Regions from separate parts of the Sus scrofa genome. Here region 1 is linked to region 2. Evidence: chromatin contacts called from public Hi-C data. All regions are on one chromosome and are shown on one strand. The core of a region is the stretch at or near the end of the contact, and the rest is flanking DNA. Distances in the headings are between cores, read along the strand shown. Region 1 overlaps RBKS (ribokinase). Region 2 overlaps BABAM2 (BRCA1-A complex subunit BRE).

The links. A called contact is a pair of places that touch in the nucleus more often than the background predicts.
Region 1: a Hi-C map of embryonic fibroblasts shows a contact between it and region 2, with 1.9 times the contacts expected there. A contact is called at or near these places in 3 of 47 Hi-C or Micro-C datasets (embryonic fibroblasts and mesenchymal stem cells).

The regions. Positions count from the first base shown.
Region 1 is chr3:111,403,360-111,406,059 of Sscrofa11.1, reverse strand. The region is part of intron 7 of RBKS (ribokinase); the gene reads right to left. Among named protein-coding and RNA genes, the nearest start is that of TRNAE-UUC, 9.4 kb to the left of the region's middle.
Region 2 is chr3:111,270,553-111,273,252 of Sscrofa11.1, reverse strand. The region is part of intron 3 of BABAM2 (BRCA1-A complex subunit BRE); the gene reads left to right. Among named protein-coding and RNA genes, the nearest start is that of BABAM2, 57 kb to the left of the region's middle.

The sequences.
Region 1 (2,700 bases), core at 155-2,654, 130 kb before region 2:
CCTCCGGCCTACACCACAGCCACAGCAATCCCAGATCCCAGCCACATCTGCAAACTACACCACAGCTCATGGCAAGGCTGGATCCTTAACCCACTGAGCGAGGCCAGGGTTTGAACCTGTGACCTCATGGATGCCAGTCAGATTCATTTCCGCTGAGCCACGACAGGAACTCCTTCTATTCTAATTTCATAATTAACCAACAGCTTATTTTCCCATAATTAACCAATAATTTAGTCACAATTTACCCATGAGATTCATATCGAATCTCTGGGTTTTAGCTGCCGTTTTGTGTGAGAAGTGACGTTGATGTCGGCCCAGTGGGAACCGTTCTGTGGTACTAACACTGCATTCCCAATAAGCACCAAGGCAACAGATTTAGCTTCCTTCCTGCCCAGATATGTTCCCTCAACAGTCTGTAAAGTTTTAAAGTTAAATTATACATGCACCGGCAGCTTGGTGTTTAAGAATTCCTATGGCAAAGTTGTTTATAAAGGCTAACCCTAACCTCCAAGGGAAAAGTCCAACCACATTCTTCTCACGCACAGACACACTGACTGGTCTGTTTTAAAATCTTGGTTTCCATCGATCGGATTTGCTCGAGGGATTTTCTTTTTGGTCCTCTCTGCAATGACTAGTTATGCGGCAATGGACACTTCGCTTCCTTCCTGAGGTCATGACTCCCTGGCACAAGGCTGAAGTGAGGAGGTGCAGACCCTTTCACTGCCAGCGTGAGACAAGTTCTGGGCATGAGAGTGTAGTGCCCACACCCACGGTCCATCCTTTGTGACCATCACTCAGCTTTCCATTGAAGAGAACATGTCTGAAAATGAATCTATTTTTCAAGTCTCTAGTGGTCACTAGTCAGGCAGTGGTCTTCTGAACACCAAATACATGGGTGGGCTGAAATGGCAGGATTTTATTTCATTTTTTAAAATATTTATGTTTATACATTTCTTTTCTTTCTTTCTTTTTTTTTTTTTTTTTTTTGCTTTTTAGGGCTGCACCTGCAGCATATGGAAGTTCCCAGGCTAGGGGTCTAATCGGAGCTACAGCTGCTGGCCTGCAGCACAGCCACAGCAACAGAATGGCAGGATTTTAGATACATTCACCAAGGTGATGAATCAGTCATTATATAGACAATAAGGTGGATCTGGCCAAGGGAATGATAAATCCAGGCCTTTCCTAAGTTCTTGGCCCCGACATAAAGCTCAGACTACCAGCATCCTGCCTGCATGACACCACTTTCACTTTTCATAGGACTTTCTGGTTTATAGAGCATATTTGTAGACGTGATTCACTTTGAATCTCCTTCCAGTTTTGTGTGGTAAGCAGAGCGGGTCTTTCATTTTCCAGATGAGAAAGCGAGTATGAGAACTTGCTCAGGGTCAGCTGGCTAGGTGGCAGTACTGGGCTGTCTCAGTGGAAGGCCAGTCTCTGTGACAGCAGCCCCCTGGAGGGAGGCCACACGTGAACACCGACTTGGCTCAAAAAGAAAGTCGTTCTTTAAAACCCGGCAGCACATCTTTGAATATCCTCAACGGAGGCAATATGTCATCTTCTAAGTCAGTCTCAACCTAGAGTGTGCGTCAGAATTGCCTGGAGGGCTTGTGAAAATGCAGATTCTGGGCCCCGACCCCAAAGGTTCTGATCCAGGAAATCTGGGGCGGGCCCACGGTGCGTGTTTCTAGTGGGTTCCTGTTTCTAGTGGGTTCCGAGGACCACACCCTGAGAATGACTATCCCAAGGAATTTATTTCTGGAAAGAGTGAATCATTTAAATCCACGTCTAGTGATTAAGGTGGGGGAATCAAGCTAGGGCATTCCACCAGTGGCCAAAAACAATGCGCAACCGTAAAGAACAATACCGGCTCTGAGGGAAGTCTGAACGCAGAGCGCCAGAAAGCTGCTGAGTAATGGCATTTTGACCGGACTAACCTCTCTGGATGCGTGCTAAAGAATTCTTCTCTTAAGCGTTTAGGAAAACCTCACACAGTCCTACATGCCTGAGACGTTCCTTATCAACCTTTTATTTTCCAGCTTCAGAAAAACCAAAGAAACCATGGAAATGACACCCACATTAGAGAGAATCAATATCAAGAATTAATCGCTGTTTGCGGCAGCCGCAACTCAACAGGCTGGTAGCGCAGAGTCCTTTCTATGCTGCAAACCCGATGGTTGTGGAAGATGAGGGGAAAACTTTGCCTCTTGCCACCCTGACTCTTCCGTTGAGATTGGAATGGCAGAAATGCAAAGAGCTCATTTTGAATGCCAAAGATAAACATGCAATATCTTATGGGGGAAAAACATTCTAGCAGGAAAGAAAACTGAACCACATTAGGTACTGAAGCGGGGAGTCAATCCTTCATGTCACGGTAGGGGAAAAAAAGAGGTAGAGGCTGGCTTAAATATTGGTTCTAATTTTATTTTCAATTCTACATTACATTAAACTCTCCTTGTACTCCTCTTTAATTTACACCAACTGCTGACACAAATTGGTGTGCCTTCTCGTCTTTGACATCAGTATTTCTCTTGAATTATGCATTTCCATCTGGAAGGAGGTTTATGGGGATAAAGCCTTCTTTCATTTAGATGGATAAGAACAGAGAGGGATCAATGGGGGGGGGTCAAATGCAAAATCAAAGTAAGTGGGACAATAGATGTTCAAGGCAGCGTCTCCCTGCCCCAAAGGATTGTAAGTGGT
Region 2 (2,700 bases), core at 178-2,677:
AAAAACAAAAAAACAAATTAACAAAAAATATGGCAAAATAGGAGGATGAATGCTCCAGGATTCAGGAAGTTCCAGGGAGTTTTATAGATACGAGGTTTCAGAGGAAGACCAGATACCTCTCACTTGTGGGGAAGATCAAGAGGGACAAGGGAGGAGAGAGTTACCTTGAAGAGAAAGAGAAAGGAACTAAAAAAAAAAAAAATGTTCACACGGTCCGAATAAAATGTATGTTTCCCTTCCTCCTGGGGCCTTAGAAATTAGACTCTTTTCCTATTATCGTCGTCCTGTATGGCCAACCCTGTTGGACAGCGGTGCTGTCAACCTCCGTTGATGTGGTTGCCTTCAGCGTATCGAAAAGTTCCAGCTCCATCTCTAGTTAGTTCTTCCTTTGTACTGACGCCCAAACCTCTCCCTCTGGAGACGTGCCAGTTTGCCACTAAATTTAAATAAATAAGAACATTTCTCATCAATAGGGGTGGCAAATTTAGCCCCTCTTTAGAGCACTGAGCAATTTATGACCATATGTTAAATACCATAAAACAGCTTTAAAGACTTGGTCCCTGGCCATTGCCAGATTGCTCCGTAGGAGTACGACAGCACGGCGAGGGGCTGGGAACGTTTCCTCCGGCCCTTGGAGGCCTCAGTAACTCACTGATGTCACAGCCAAAGGGGCCTGTTTTCAAACATTCCCTTTATGAAGGTGAAATACTAAAAGATTCCATTTTGGCATTTGGGTGCCAAGAAGGCACAGCTCCCTTTTGATTTTTAAGGGTCAGCATTAGTAGGGAAAGTGTTGTGTGGGAGCATGAGTGACTTGGCAGCAGTGAATCCAGAAGGCAAGTCTAGGAATAGGTAAAAGATATCCTACTCACTCTTTTTCTTGGAGCGTGAACTGGACTTTTATAAGGCATAAGCAAACCAGATATCACATGCTTCCCCATTGCTTTCTTTTTGCCAACTTTTATGGAATGAATATTAATGTTAAAAACAATTTTTAAAATTTCGCCTTATAGGGCTGCCAATTACAAGGATTTCTTTTCTTCCAGGAGTATGACTCATTATTTGGTGAACTCCAAATATTAGTTTTTCTTCTTACCATCATCACAGCCTGTGAATCATTTATGGCATTCAGTGGGCTCACGGCTGAGAAAAAAAAGGTGCGTGCCAGCAAACATGTGATGTTTGGTCAAGTAAGTGCCGTCTAGGACCTTGGGTGGACTTTTGACACGTGAGGAAAGCACATTCAAGCAGGGGGCAGTGTTGTTAAATTCGAGTTGGCACCGACAAGCTTCATGTACGATCCTTCTGACTGTTTCCCTCTGAAGGGTAACTCTAGCTACAGAGGAAGATGATGAAATTTGACTGTCAAAGGTCCAGGATTCTTAGCCTTCTCAAATGTGTAAGTGCCAGCCCAAGGGCTGATTTCCTGTCGGTTCCTGTGTGGTTTGCACTACATCCTCTTTGCAACAGATCAGTATTTTAGGTCATCTATCATAACTGCTGTCCTGTAAATTCTTGGCAATTTTGATCTCAGTTTGCAGAAGGCAGCTGGCAGACTTCTCTAGGAAGCGCAGCTGGAGAGCTCCTGTCTCCCTCTTCCTATGGCCAGGAAGTACACCATTGTTATTCATCCTTGCTGTCTTCCTTTGAAAGAACAAAAATCTTCAAACTTCGGCAAGTTCCGAAAGTGCTGGGTGCGCTTTGAAACGACCCTTGCCATTGGGTTGGTCTAGGGCAAAAACTGCAGTGATCTTTGACATGATTTATGAACCGTGGCTGGTTTTCCCCTAACACAGGTACATGCATCGGTGGAAGTTTTTCCCCTGTTGCAAAGGACATCGTGCTTAAGTCTTCAGAGTCAGGTCTCCAGGTTTCTTTCCCTTGATGGCGGGAATTTTAAATTCCTGTTACGAGCATCCATTAAGACTGTTCACCTCGGATATACCTTCAGGTTTTGCCTTGGGTTTTCACTCTTTGGAACCCAGAGATAAATCAAGCACATTTCTTCACTTTTTAAAGATAATTAGCCCTTTAGTTGTTGTAATTTGTCATCCAGAGTGGGTGAACTATGTCGTGGGATTTAGAAAAGAACGGTTTTCTTCCTTCTTTATGACTCAGAGGTCACATTTTGGCAACCTGATTGTATTCCTGTAGAATAGGAGTTACCTTTAGCCCAGTTCATGTACGAGGAAAACCTGTTGCTAAAGAGAATGCAAACCCATGTGTGAGTTCCTGCGAATGGTACCTGGGACCGTCTGTCTGGCACATCATTTCATTTCTACTTCTGACTCTTCTTCTTTGCATCTTTCTTTTTCATCCGTAGGGTTCAACATCATTAGCGTAGCTCTTGGTTTCTTTTGTGTCCTGGTTCTTAAGATGAAAAAAAAAAAAAAAAAAAAAAAAAAGCGAACTTTCTGAAGGCGGATTTTATGTCAGATTTATGGACATCAGGCCATGTCATCATGGAAACAGCCCACATCCTGGTGACCCACTAAGGACAGCATGAAGAAAGAGACTTGGATTTCAAGACAGAGGAGACCTTGTTATCCAGATTGTTTCTATGCAGTCAAATCTGTAGTCCTGGAAATAAACCTATGTTCAACCCTAGAGGCAGAGGCCCTGTGATCCCCGAGGTCTGTGTGACCCGCATAGTAGCTGATCAGGAATTGTCTGTTTATTAGATGAGCGAAACCAGAGCAC